3 separate regions of the Ovis aries genome follow, and all the other regions are linked to region 1. The links are chromatin contacts, called in public Hi-C maps. All regions are on one chromosome and are shown on one strand. The core of a region is the stretch at or near the end of the contact, and the rest is flanking DNA. Distances in the headings are between cores, read along the strand shown. Region 1 holds the start of TRPC4AP (transient receptor potential cation channel subfamily C member 4 associated protein). Region 2 overlaps MMP24 (matrix metallopeptidase 24). Region 3 holds the start of GGT7 (gamma-glutamyltransferase 7).

Region 1 (4,835 bases), core at 1,343-3,842:
GCTGCGGTTCATGGGATCGCAAAGAGTCAGACATGACTGAGCGACTGAACTGAACTGAAGAATGCATCTGTTCATTAATTTACTGAGCCAATAAACATATTTGATCACCTACTATGTATCAAGTTCTATGTGCTGGGGATATAAATGCAGCAATGAGCAAAGACCCGAATTATCCTCTAGGCAGGGGGAGGGGTGCAGAAAGTGAAAAACCATGTTAGGTCAAACAAAGCAGGTAATAAGATGGAGAGCGTAAGTAAGGAGTGCGAGGGCTGTTTTTATATGGATGGTAGGGAAGGTCTCTCCTTGAATAGAAACCTGGAGTACATGAGAAAGCAAGCCATTAAGAAAGCTTCCAGGGGATGAGAAGTTTTGGCTGAGAGCACACTGTAAGTTTCTCACACATTCTGGATACTGACTGTTTCCCAAAATATTCCCTTACCTTTTATGGTTGTTTATGCTGTCTTACGGAGAAGGCAATGGCAACCCTCTCCAGTACTCTTGCCTGGAGAATCCCATGGACAGGGGAGCCTGGTGGGCTGCAGTCCATGGGATCGCGAAGAGTTGGACACGACCGAGTGACTTCACTTTCACCTTTCACTTTCATGCACTGGAGAAGGAAATGGCAACCCACTCCAGCATTCTTGCTTGGAGAATCCCAGGGACGGCGGAGCCTGGTGGGCTGCCATCTATGGGGTCGCACAGAGTTGGACACGACTGAAGCAACTTATCAGCAGCAGCCTGCTGTCTTATGGGGCTTCCCTGGTGGCTCAGACAGTAAAGAATCTGTCTGCAATGTGAGAAACCTAAGCTCAATCCCCAGGGTGGGAAGATCCCCTGGAGAAGGAAATGGCAACCCACTCCAGTATGCTTGCCTGGAGAATCCCATGGACAGAGGAGCCTGGCAGGCTACAGTCCAAAGGGTCGAAAAGAGTTGGACATGAACGAGCAACTAACACTACAGTGTCTTATACAGAAGGCTTTAATATTGTTACGGTCAAACTTGTCAATCTTTTCCTCTTCATGACTTCTGGGCTATATGATTGAGAAGAACTTTCATACCCCCAAATCATAAAAGTAGTCCCATAGATTCACTTCTACTGTTTTTATACTTTGATTTTTAACATATATAATTTACATTTCATAAGTTTATGAGGTATAATTTACATACAATAAAACTCACCCACTTTGAGTCTAATGATTTGTAGCCAACTTATGGTTGTATAACCATTAGCACAATCCAGCTTTAAAACTGTACTTTGATTTTGTTACATACAGCTTTTAGTATGTCTGAGATTCATTTTAGCTTTTGGTGTAAAGTTCAACACCTAACTTTTTTTTTTTTTTCTTTCCCCATTGATTTGAAATGTCTCCCTTACCACATGTTAAGTTTCCATGCATACCTGAATCTGATCTTGATCTCCTTGTTTCAGGGGTCACAAATAGGGTTTTATTTGGCCCATGGGGTTTTCAAAATTGGGTAATTTCACATAAAAATTCAGACTTTTGGCCTTTCTGGAAAAAACCAGACAATTCAGCAACAACCTGCTGGAGGCGAGTAGAGCCCACTCCCTGCAGATGGGAATGAGGATGATGACCACAATCCCAGGTTACCAGAAACAGCCGCTTTATATGCTTACTGTCCTGTTGTAATTAATAGCACTCTTTCATTCTCAAAAATGTTCTGGTTTGGGCAATAAATTATGAGTTACAATCTCTACCATTCCTTATTGCACCACACCCAGCATTCCTCTTTCATTTATGTTATTAATACAAGACCCCCTCCCAGAACGAAAAAAGAAAAGGAGACGCCACGATCCTACCACAGAAGTTTGCCCAAAGCATGATTATTTGGGCTCAGAGTAGAGTAAGAACATCCTGGTGGGGAGAAATCAGGTCAGGTTTCCTCTGACAGTGAATATGATGTCACAATTTACCAACCATTTCCCCTTCCCTTATTTCATTTAACTTCACAGCAACCTACCAAGTTACACAACTTACCCTACTGTGCGTCTGAGTAGGGATGTGCTGTCTTCCCCTGTAACTCGCATTCCAAAACAGGGACCTAGTTATCTTCTCTGCTCACCACTGCTTTTCCAGGGACCGCTCGGTGCTGGGCGCAGAGCTGGCTCCAAGGAACTATGTATTGGCTGAATAGGCTCCCAGGAACTACCGATTGAATGAACTCGGGAAAATGAGGCTCGGGGAGGTCCGTGGCGAGTCTCAGCAGAAAGAAGCAGGTGGGAATCAGAACAGGCGGCCTGATTCCTGGTCTGGAACCCAAGACCTTTTCCTAGTCATTTGACTCTAACCTCCCCAAATTGGCAAGAAATGGGAGACTGCGCACGCAGGGACTTGTCTTCGACCTGGAGGGACCTCAGTGAAATGCTGGACCGAGGGGCCCAAAGGACAAGTGGCGCAAGAAACGCCTCTCTCTCATCTGCCCGCTTGGGAGCAAGACTACATTTCCCAGCAGCCCCCGCGGCACGCACAGCCCCTGCCACGCGGCCTGCGCCTCCGCCGTCGGCCCACTGGGGGCGCTGCGGCGACCCCTCTGCCGCCCCGTAGAAATCTCCGCGGCCCCGGGGCCGCTTGCTTCCTGTTTGTAGGACGAGGAGACATGGCGGCGGCGCCGGCGGCTGCTGGGTCTGGGGCCGGCCGAGGGCGACGGGCGGCGGCAACGGTGGCGGCTTGGGGCGGATGGGGCGGCCGGCCGCGGCCGGGTAACATTCTGCTGCAGCTGCGGCAGGGCCAGCTGACCGGCCGGGGCCTGGCCCGGGCCGTGCAGGTATGAAGCCGGCCCGGAGGGGCGGGGCGGGGTGGACCGGGCGGGAGCTGGCGGGGGGCCGGGGAAGAGGCCTTTCCAGGCCGCCGCAGTACGGGCCTGACCCCTCTTGGCCGGTCGCTGGGCCTCTCTGAAGGCTGTCCCGACGCTGTCAGCCGCGGCGGGGCAGTGGGCAGCGGCGGGCTAGAGGCCCCGGGTTAGGGACCGAGCCGGGCTGGGCTGCATCGGGCACTGATGGCGTGTACGAGTCCTGGGCCCAGCTCCTGGATCCTCCCTTCCTTGCGCCACGTCTGCACGTCTGGGGGACCCTGGGCGAGTTTGCTTTAGCCTCTACGGGCCACGAGTTTCTCCGCGTTGAACTGGGCGGTGGGTCATCATTGCAGCCACCAAACGGTTCCCAGGTCATCATAAATGTCATTCTCTCGGAGGCCTTTCCTTGACATAACCCCTCCCCCGCTTCTAAAGTAGGTCCCCATTGTTATTCAGTTACAGCCCAGAATTCATTTGGTTCACATCACTTTCTTAGTCTCTAATTACATATTTCTTTGTTGTCTTCTCTTTTTCTCGCCTGTATCTTACATTCGGCTGAGCTCCAACGGGTGCAGGGACTGTATCTGTGTTGCGTGTGTAAAGCGTCATGGTTAACAGCTAGGGTTCCAGGAGTCAGGCCTGGATTCAGAACCCTGCTGTCTCTTGATTGGGCAAGTTTACCTTTCTGTGCCTCAGTTTCCTCATTTGTAAAATGAAGATGATAATTAGTAACCAACCTGTTAAGGTGTTGTGAGGATCAAAGACAATTGTGTAAAGCGTTAAATGCATTTCTGGTGCATAGTAAAAAGCTGAAGAGTAATCAGTTAATACTAATGCAGTACTTGTTATCTAGCTTACTCTACGTGGCTATTATATGATTAGTTTTTTTTTTTTTTTTAATGAATGAAGGACACTGCTTTAGAGTAAATCAGGATGAGTAAGACCAAGGTTGCTTGCTCCTCCCCTTCCCCCTCACCTTGTTCCCAGAAGTTACCTTGTAAACACTCCTGTAAAACATTAGCTTAACTTAAGGACAGCTTTTGCATAAAGAAACTTTTAAGTATGTACAGGAAACTAATAAAGTGGTTGGTGGAGTGGGAATTGGGTAGATGAGGGAGAGAATGAGAGTGAGATTTTTCATAGTAACTTAGTTTTGAGCCATTTTAATATTATATGGTTAAAAGGACATATATATATATATACACATATATGTGTGTGTGTGTGTTTGTATAGGGTTACAGATGAAGAAGCAGTTCTGGGTGAGCAGTATTTTCCTTGCCATAAGATAACCATAGATGAGCAACTTTTTTCCCTTTGCATTCTTCTCTATCTGCCTTAAGATCCTGGAAATACTTGCTCTGTCCTTTAACCCAAAGACTCTTACTGACCTGAGTAGGTAGGAGTGGGCAGAAAGGGAACTCAACTCACCTTTACTGAGTACATACTTTGGATCAAGCATTGTGCAAGTTATACTGTGTCTTTATTTCATTCTCAAGTCTTTTGAATCAAGTGTCAGGACTCATCTCTTAACACAGATGAAGAAACTTAGGCTCAGAAAGATTAGGCAATTTGCTCCCAAGCACTCTTCTTGATAATCTTCTGTGTTCTGAGAGCAATAGAGAACCACCAAAGTTCTTTAACTCAATGAATGAAAGAGAATTAAGTTCTTTACACATATTTGTACCCAATGCTGGATGGCTTGGAGTGGAAGGAGACTGGAGGAACTCATCGGATAGAAGGTGCTGGAATGTTCTTGAGCCCCATTTATAGTCTGTGGTAATAATTGATTACCACATTAATTATGACCATTAGTATGGTAATCAAGTTGTATACAGACAGGTGTGGGAGCTATATCAGAAGTTGAGGCTGAGGTTCCTTTCCAAAACTATAGTGAGGATCAAGTGGGGATCTTCATCTTTCATATGTGTCCCTTCTTAGTAGCTTTCTTTGATCTCGTCCTTGTTTCACTCTTTTTCCTCCCCCCACATTGCAGAGTGAATGATTTCCTCACAGGTATTTCCAT
Region 2 (4,626 bases), core at 1,105-3,604, 160 kb before region 1:
TGTTAAGAGAAGATTAAGTGACTGTGAATGTCGGTCGATATGAGGCAGTTGTCTTTGCCACCAGATGATATTTTTCAAACCTAGATATCATGAGAGTACGCCTCCAGTGGGCGGGCCCTGATGAGGCCTACACTAAACCAGATCCCCCCAAACCCGGCCGGGTTCTTACGTACATCCTTCCTTGCTGATGAAGGCCCCTTGGGGAGCCTGGGGGATGCCCTTCCACACGGTGATGGGCTTGGGGTAGCCAGGGTCCGTGGCCCGCCGCTCCTCGCTGTAGCGCCAGTACCGCTCGCCTTTGAAAAAGTAGGTCTTGCCCACAGGTTCCCAGCGCAGAGCCGTGTCAATGCCTTCTCGGGGCAGACAGCTGCCCAGCTCCCCCAGGCTGTGGGGGTATCCAGGCTCCACCGTCACCTCCTTAAACACCCAGTACTTGTCACCTGTGGCCAAGAGGAGCCCAGGATTAGCTTTTCTCAGTCATTCAATGCCGGAGATTGTGCTTAGATCCACTTGCCCATCATCTACTGGGACTGAAGTCATTCATGAAGCCAGTGTCAAGGGGAAACAGCCCTAGGCCTGCTTGATCCCCCTGGCGGGGGCGGCTGGGGCCCCTTGGCCCAGGCAGAGCTTAGAGGGCAAGAAGCCGGAATCTGGTGTCAGGTCCTGGGCAACTCGCCCCACGCTGCCCCGGCTCTGTGCCCCACCCTCTTTCCGTTTCATGTGACTTGCTCCTTAATCCTTTCTGGGTGACCTCAGCCTCTCCTGGCTTCACACACACACAAGTACTCACCTTCTACCAGTGACACCCAGCTCTGAGGCTGTGGCCCATGGCTGCTCTCCCAGTGGACCTGGGCCCCAGGCCCAAGACCCTGATTGCCCACCGACCTCTGGGAATTTCCAGGTCTGCTTCCAGAGTTCCTCATCTCCACCGCGAGGGCTCCCTCCCTCACCACCTCTCTGCCCTGCAGCATCCCCAAAAATGTGGCATCCTTGGTCCTCTTTCCTCCTCCTCTCAGCACTCAGCCTCTTGCAAGGCCTTTTCCATCTCCTGACCTCACTGCTCCTCCCGGCACAAGCCTTAGAGACATCGCCCTCCTCAACTCCAGAAATGGCCTCTTACCTCTGCCCCGATTGCCGCCTGCCCTCTGGCTCTCTGCTGCTCACAGAGAGTGAATGCTAGCACTGACCTAATGGATCGAGACCACAGTCTGGCTGGGCAGCCAGGGCTCTCGGGTCGCTCCCCTAAACCACCCTTCCAGGTGTGGCTCTCGCGCGGCACTCCAAGGCCATTCAGTGGGCTTTCCAAAGGACTTGAACTACTCCTTTGGGCATGCTCTTCCTTCCCCTTGGAATGCTTCCCTCGCTTCTTGCTAGCTGTATCTTATCCTTCTGAGGCCTGGCCAAGTCAAGATAACTGAAGTGAAACAACCCAGCACAAGCTGGGTGAGCTGGACAGCTAGCTCCCCTCCCGCATTCCCTGATTTCTCCAGCCTGTGCGGCCCCCTCCCTCCAGGCTGTTACAGAGCTCACGCGGTGGCCTCCCATGGAGCATGGATGCCCTTCAGTTGTCCACCATCCTCTACCCTGTGTGGGTGAGGCTTGTCACCCCACCAACTCTGGCACATAGAAACCCTCAGCGGTCACTCCCTGACTTAACTGCCCTGCCTGCAGAGGTCCATCCAGTTAGATGTCAGTGTTAGGGCTAGAAAGACCTTTGCAGGAGATCCACCCTCACCCCCCGCACCCCACCCTCCCAGCCCCGTCTTGCCTCTTCAAAGGTGGAGAAAGGGTGTCCTGAAAAGAGAAGGAAACTGTCCCACCCCTCCGCACAGACCATGTTACCTTTGAAGAAGACAAATCTTCCATCCGCCCTTTCATAGGCTGCGTCTATGCGGGCGGGCAGGCCCTTCCAGAACTGCTCAATCTGCATGGGGTAGCCTTCCTGCACCCGGTTATTGCGCAGGCGCCAGAACCAGCGATCCTGGAGGTTAAGATGAGGAAAGAAAGAGGCATAGCCTTTGAACCCAGTGATCTCAGCCCTGGGTCTCGGGCCGCAACAACCCAACACCTTCCCCTGGTCCCCCCCTTGCAAGACTCCATGAAGTCTGTCCATTTACTGCATCTAAATTTCGGAGCCCAATGCTGAAGCCAGGATGCTCATCACCTCTCTTCAATAAGTCATCCAATGGCTCTTGTTGCCCAAGGGGTCGCAAGACAGAGCTGATGGACAGGCCTAGGGGGAAGAGGAGGCAGCGTGGAGCTGGAAAGGATGGTGCGGTGCCTGAGTTGACCACAGGAGGGCAGAGGAGAGTTACTGACATCAGAGGGGCCCTTCCTGAGGTTGGGCAGCAGGGGGCGCTCATTGATGCCGGGCGGAGTGCCCGCCTCATGGCTGGCTCCAGCTGGCAAGCAGGGCGAGGACCATGGGAAGCAAGCTGTGGAAATTCCCCCAAGCCCTGGCTGTGAATTCAGGTTCATCCTCTTACAGTTGCTTGACCTGGGGCTCAATACTTGAAGAGCCTCACCTGCACTGTCGTGTGCTTAGTCGATCAGTTGTGTCCGACTCTGCAACCCCGTGGACTGTAGCCCACCAGGCTCCTCTGTCCATGGGATTCTCTAGGCAAAAATACTGGAGTGGGTTGCCATGCCCTCCTCCAGGGGATCTTCCCAACCCAGGGGTCAAACTCAGGTCTCCGGTGTCCAAGGCAGATTCTTTGCCATCTGAGCCAGGTAATAATGAAGGGAAAGATGATAGTGCCTAGAACAGTACAGGGCACATAGCTGATGTTGATTAAATGGTAGCTCAACAGGCCAAGTGTGGAAAAAAGCCCTCCTCTGCACACTGGCACCTTGTCCCACTGCAGTCCTGGTTGGTAGGCACTCTGGGCGAGGCCTGTAACTTCCCAGGGCCTCAGTTTTCTTATGTGTCAATGGGAATGATAAAACCCAGACTTGCTTAGGAATCATTCAGCTGAGGATCCAAGGGTACAGAAGAATGAACATGATACGTAAAAGATGGTTCAAAAGCTAGAGAAGATTTGCTTTTTTTAGGTGTCTTACAAAACACTTTCACACCCAGCTTTTTAAACCTTATTTTGACTTTCACAACTCCTGTTAAGTAGATCTGAGATAGACAGAGTCTTAAGGAAGGCCTAGTAACTTTCTTTGATCCTCACAGTCAGAGCAGGACTGGGGTGGACCTCTGTTGCCTGATTCTTGGTCAGAGCTCAAAGCTTGCTGGGGAGAATCCACAAGGCGGGTGGGGTGGGGCAGCCCTCCACAATCCCCCAGAGTGCTGGAGACACGCTGCCCAGAACCCCATCAGTGGAGGCTTCTCGTCCTGGGGGCTGGGAGTGTGCTCAGCAGGCAGTTTTCACCTGTTAGCCTTTCTGGGGATGACCTCAGCTCCAGACAGCTCCCCCAAGGTCATGGCCTCCTTTGTCCAGGGACTGAATAAAGTTCCCGCCATTCGGGGCCCAAGTGGGACAACTCTCACAGGCTGTTCTAGTTCCAGAGCTCTCTGCGGGGGTGGCCAGGTCTGCAGTGGGCCTATTAGTATTGCTTGTTGCCCAGTAGTCTCTGTGATCCCATGACTACAGCCCACCAGGCTCCCCTGTCCATGGGATTCTCCAGGCAAGAATACGGAAGTGGGTTGCCATTTCCTTCTCCGGGGGGATCGCCCCAACCCAGGGATCAAACTCGGGTGTCCTGCATCGCAGGCAGATTCTTTACCACCTGAGTCACCGGAGAAGTCCCTCTAGTGGGCCTAGTTGCTACTCATTAATGTCTTCTCCTCTTGCCCTGCCAGGCCTCCCTTTCCTCCTTCGCAGAGATGTGGGTCCCAAAGGTGCATCCTAGTCAAAATCCTGCATCGCAGGACTACCCTAGCAGAAGTGGTTAAGACTTCGCCTTGCAATGTAGAGGGCACAGGTTCGATCCCTGGCTGGGGACTAGGAGCCCATGTGCCTCGGGGCCAAAAGGCCAAAACATATAACAGAAGCAATATTGTAACAAATCCAACAAAGACTTTTAAATGGTCCATATCAAAACAACCTAAAAAAAAAAAAAATCCTGCATCCCAAACACTGTCCCAGAGTCGGCTTCCCTGACAACCAACTGCAACACAGGAGCAGGCCGCCACCCTGTCAGCCCAAGGCTAGAGAGACCCGAGCAGGACAAGGGACGTAACCTGGCCAGCTTTCTGTCAGGGGCGCCTCAGAACCATCCTCTCAGCCCTGCCAGGACCAGAGACAGACTCAGCCATGGCTGCACCAGCCCCTACTCCAAGCTGGTGTTGTCACAGCCACGACTTGTGGGATCTGCACACACCCTTCGTTAGAGCAAGTGACTCCCCCAGCTCTCAGGGGCAGAAACTGAGATCCAGACGATGGACGTGACAGAGTCACAGACCAGAGGCCAGACTCCAGCACTTTTCCCGCAGCGTTGACCCCTGGGAGGGGGCAGGCCCACCCATCTTCCCCCTTCCCTCTTGAAAACAGTCCAGTGACCCAGCAGCGCCAGGAAGAGATGCCGTGTCCTGGCCGCTGGACTTGCTCCCGTCCATCTGGGCCCCCCCGGAAGGCCTAATCCCAGAGCAGCTGCTGTCTCCCACCCATGGTGGGGGAA
Region 3 (4,804 bases), core at 296-2,795, 190 kb after region 1:
CCTCTCCTGTCTACAGATGGCATGGCAGATGCTGTACCCCAAAGGGATTTCACAGGGTTAAAGTCATCTCTAAGCCTGGAGCCTGAGGCTGGGGGAGGAGGGGATATGTGGCCAAGGTCTTAACCAGCCCCCTCCCTCTGCCAGGGATTGTGGAAAGAAGAGACCATGAGAAAAAGCAGATACTCTCTTCATGTCCAGGAAAGGGTAAGGAAAATGTGATTCTCATCTGAGTACTGGAAGACAGGCAGATAGACTGTTAAATGGAAATTTGGACAAGAGGCCTGATAATAAAGGGAACCAACATTCCATCCTTGGAGACTGGGTAGTAGAGCAAGCTCTGGTGTAGTTGGAATTTGTCAGAGTGGGAAATATTTGGATCACGTTGGACAAGATGAGAATCCACGAGATTAAGGAAATGATGATAAAGACTATGGCATTTACTATGTTAAGTAGGTGTGAAGCCATATTCTAAAAACTTTCCATATGCGATTTAATCTTCACAACCAGAGACAGCTGCTATTATTCTCTCCATTTTACAGATGAAGAAACCCATACGGAACGAAATTAGGTACTTTACCCAAGATTACAGTTTGTAAGTGGTCACAGACGGAATAGAAGAACCCATAGACCCATTCCCTACCCTCTCCCACCCCAGCCCATTCCTGCCGTATCATCACCACCACCATTTCTTCTTTCTCAAAGTGTCCTTTCCAGAACCACATAAAAAACTCTTTAAATAATGGTAAACACGCAGGTTCCAGAGATCCCATTCCAGCCAACTAAATCATGATTGCTAGAATGCCATCTAGAGACCCGCTTTTAAAATCCTAACATGAGTTCAACACTTGCTAATAGGTCAGGGTTCCCAGAAGGGATTGTGATTGAAAGAGGAGTTGGCGAAATGCTGAGGAGGGTGGTCCAGGGAAGGATCCGACCACCCAGGAGAGACGTCCAAGAAGGGTCTCAAAATGAAGCAGGTTGTGGATGAAGTTAGGGGGCTGGGGCTGGGGGCAGAGGGGTTGATGAAGGCGGAATCTGAAGTCGAAAGAGGGCTCTGCGGTCGGAGGAAGTATGAGATAGGAGAATAAAGATCTTGGAGTTCAAGAAGGGGTCTGAGGTTCGAGAAGTTTGGCATTAGAGACAGCATCTGGGGTCGACGAGAGGTTTGCAGTCAGTGAACTGGACTGCGAGCCGATGAGGGAACCTGGAGTCTGAGGAGGTTTCTAGCTCAAACTAGAAGGAAGAAGGGGTTTGGTCACTGGGCTGCGTGAGGTGCCCCGAGCCACTAAGGTCGCGTTTACTGAATGCTCTTCCCCCCCTGACTCCCCACTGCGCGACCCCGATCGTCCTCCAGCTTCTGCACCCACACCCTGAGCCCTACCTACGCGCCCGGTGCAGGCTGATAACGCTAAGCGGGAGGGGGCACGTCAAACCCCGACACCTGGGTCAGAGTTTGAGGCGCCCCCTCCCGGCCGTCCAGGAGCTTAGGCCCCGCCCTCCTCCTCCCCCGGCCCCCCCACCCCCACCCCCGCCCGGCCCCCGCCGCAGCACTTCCGGCAGGCGCTGCGCTGCTGGGGGGCGCGGGCGAGGATGGCGGCGGAGAACGAGGCCAGTCAGGAGAGCGCCCTGGGCGCCTACTCGCCGGTGGACTACATGAGCATCACCAGCTTCCCGAGGCTGCCGGAGGATGAGCCGGCGCCCGCGGTCCCTCTGAGGGGCCGCAAGGACGAAGATGCCTTCCTGGGAGACCCGGATACCGGTGAGGCCCGCTTGCCCCATCCCTGCCCCCTGGGACGTCTCTGGTTCTCCTTCATCTGCGCGGAGCATCACCTCCAGCTCCATCTCCCTAATTGATACCCTTCTCCTGGACCTCGCCCTTTTCCTCCCTTGTCTCTGTTAATTTTCTGGTGGGGTTGGGGATGCATCTCTGCCTTGGAGGCTTAGGATGCGACAAGGGAAGGGATGCCGGAGACTGCAGTAGGAGGGGTTGGGGTTACCCCTTGCGAAGAACCAACTAATAAGGAAGGAATGTCGAAGGGGAGTTCCTAAGGAACAGTTGTGATCAACCAGCAGAGGATTTTCTCTAGTCACAGAGAACAGAATAGGAGAAATCAAGTCAGAGACTGCAGCAGGATGGATAGAGGGTAGATCTTGAGAAGAACTTCCCCACAGCCAGGGATTGTGGGAAGGAAAGACCATGAGAAGAAGCTGAAAATCTCTGTATGTTCTCAGCTGTCTGTGAATGATGAGTATTGGGAGACAGGGGGATGGACCATATGACCTCTCAAAGTCCTTGGGGACCAGAGCACCTTCACTGCTCTGTGGCTACCTCACTCTGCCCAGAATGTTAGTAAGGTACCCTGCCCCCTAGCAAGCAGGCTCCAGAATTTTACTGTGTTATCTTCAGCACTCTACAGGAACTGCAAGAGGTGGAAATAGGGAGGCAGGAGACAGGACCTGGGGGAGACCTGGAGCTGAAAGCTCTCTGAGCAGTTTTTCCCTAATGTTCTTTCTCCTGTCCATGTGGCTCAGCTCTGTCCTCCCCTCCATTTTTCATCCTCCACCCCCCACCATCCCTCATTCCCTCAACGTCACTTCCTGGCATTAGAGCATCCTCTGCTTCACTCTCTCTTCCTCTCAGTGCCTGCTCTTGAGCCCTGTCCCTTACCAGCCTGGCAGATTCTGCTTCTCTGGCCCAGCCCTCTCTAGCCTGGCCCTTCTGTAGCTACTCCTAGGCTGACAACCACCAATTCTTCCCCCGTCCACAACTCTCCAGTCACCTGGCTCTGACTAGCAGCCCCTGTCAACCTGACTCGATTGTAGCCTACATGGAGGGGATTTGAGGGGACCATGGGAGGCTTATGGCCATCACATGTCAAAGCTACAGATTAAAACTTCTTTTTTAAAGGGAATAGCCCCAGAATCAGAAGGAAGCAGGAGAGAAGTGGGAGGATATGTCCTGGTGGATACCAGGACTGAAACCAGGTTCTTTATACAGGAGTCAAGAATACCACTTCTGGTCCCAACACTGCCCCGACTCACTGTGTGTCTATGGGCACACATACCCTGATCTGGGCCTTAGTTTCTTCTTCCAGCTCAACTGGGAATGCCTATCTCCCAGTCTAGAGATTGGGAACCCCTGATATGTTTTATCCTTCTTTCCTATGAATGTCTTAGCATTTGTCAAAACTGGTGATTATTTATTTGGGTGACTTTTGATTACAAGCCCTATGAGGATGGGATCATGGCTGTCTTGTTCACCATCCTTTATGCACCATCCAGCACAGTGCTAATCTCTCAGCAAAAATTGTTGAAGAAATAAATGAATGGAAAGAGATCTCAAGATGAAAGAATGGCAGAGGAGGGAGTTCTCAAACCTCAGAGAGTTCCTTAAGGAGTTAATACAGGTTCTGCCCACAAGTGTACAAAAATCCCACAAAGACCGTGGTCACTGGAGTTTCTGGGAACTTGCTCTTTAGACCAAGCTGTGTGCTAAGGTTCCAAGGACCTCGCCATCCTACCTGTGTAGCCATGTCTTCCGTCACTCTTTTCCAAGCCCCAAGGCTCCTCTAAATCAGTAGGACCACCCTACTGGCTAACATGTCCTCCTGTGTTCTCAATCTCCTGGCTCCACTGGGTGGCACTGCCCTATCCTCTATGCAGGACTTTGGTTGTGCCCAGCTAGTCTCTAGCCTGCTGTTTCCCAGAACCAAGTGTCAGGCACCCCGCAGTAGGCTCTGTGGGTAACGGAGCTAGATGGTGACCACTCCACGATTGGGGAGAACTTTCTTTGCTCTTTGCTGAGTTCCAGGCCCACGTGTTCTTCTCTTTCCCAGACATCTGCCTCTAGATGTCCTGCAAGTCCTTCACCTTCTGCATGTTCTGTGCTGTTCTCATCATCTCTTCCCCATTAATCTGTTCTCCCCCCAATGTCACTCTCAATTAATGACACTGCCATTCATCCTGTCCCAAAGTAGAAGCCCTGGAGCCACCCATGGTTCTCTCCCTTCCTCTCATTTCCAGATGGTGATCAGATGCTTTCTGTCCCCCTCCTAAGTATCTTCCAAATTCCATCTCACCATCCCTGGCATCACCACTGTAGACTAAGCTGCCATCCTCTTTGATCTGTATTACCCATAGGCTTCTAGCTATTCTTCCTGCCTCGTTCCTTCTTCCCCACCCCTCCCAACTCAATCCCCATTTCTGATCATGTCACTCCCTATTTCAAAAATCTTTAACGATTCTCCCCTCAAGGGAATAAGCAAGCCAGCTATGATCCTAGTCTCCTGCTAAGCTCTCTCTCCTGAGTTCTAGCAAATAAACTATTTTAGGGTTCGTTTCTTATGTGCTGTGCTGTGCTAAGTCACTTCAGTCATGTCCAGCTCTTTTTGACCCTATGGACTGTAACTTGCCAGGCTCCTCTGTCCATGGGATTCTCCAGGCAAGAATACTAGAGTGGGTTGCCATTCCTTTCTCCAGAGGATCTTCCCAACCCAGGGGTTGCGTCTCTTACACCTTCTGCATTGGCAGGCAGGTTTTTACCACCAGCGCCACCTGGGAAGCCCCTCGTCTCTCATAAACCCAGTTAAAACTGAGAATGTTACTGGGTAGCATAACTGAAAAGTTCAGGATATAGGGCTTCAGGCATAGCTGCAATGAAGTACCTGAAAAAGAATTGGCTTTTCTCCATCTTTTGCTTTGCCTTCATTATTGTGGGCTCACCTTCAGAAAGCCTCTCATCTTGTGGGGGTACGAAGCCCCCAGCAGTAACAGGCTTACATCTTATCATCTTAGCAACCTAGCC

Evidence for each region. Hi-C and Micro-C count contacts between places; a contact is called where the count stands out from the background.
Region 2: a contact with region 1 is called in a Hi-C map of hypothalamus, with 2.9 times the contacts expected there. The contact joins the enhancer-like site here to the promoter of TRPC4AP in region 1. A contact is called at or near these places in 2 of 16 Hi-C or Micro-C datasets (hypothalamus and skin fibroblasts).
Region 3: a contact with region 1 is called in a Hi-C map of liver, with 5 times the contacts expected there. The contact joins the promoter of GGT7 here to the promoter of TRPC4AP in region 1. A contact is called at or near these places in 5 of 16 Hi-C or Micro-C datasets (hypothalamus, liver, muscle and 1 more).

Annotation. Positions count from the first base shown.
Region 1 is chr13:64,362,030-64,366,864 of ARS-UI_Ramb_v3.0, reverse strand. It overlaps TRPC4AP (transient receptor potential cation channel subfamily C member 4 associated protein), which reads left to right and starts at 2,592. Exons shown (of 19, transcript XM_004014517.5): 1 at 2,592-2,785. The coding sequence starts at 2,618. LOC121816212 (a long non-coding RNA gene) reads right to left here and starts at 2,459. Exons shown (of 3, transcript XR_009596102.1): 1 at 1,999-2,459; 2 at 440-686.
Region 2 is chr13:64,524,584-64,529,209 of ARS-UI_Ramb_v3.0, reverse strand. It overlaps MMP24 (matrix metallopeptidase 24), which reads right to left. Exons shown (of 10, transcript XM_027977120.2): 8 at 1,843-1,981; 9 at 174-440. Among named protein-coding and RNA genes, the nearest start is that of MMP24OS, 7.9 kb to the left of the region's middle. Within about 2 kb of position 2,354, at least 6 of the 54 cell types and tissues checked have an H3K27ac peak or open chromatin away from gene starts, as enhancers often do. A contact at or near this core is called in hypothalamus, where this site is marked.
Region 3 is chr13:64,174,505-64,179,308 of ARS-UI_Ramb_v3.0, reverse strand. GGT7 (gamma-glutamyltransferase 7) reads left to right here and starts at 1,545. Exons shown (of 15, transcript XM_042230077.2): 1 at 1,545-1,759. The coding sequence starts at 1,591.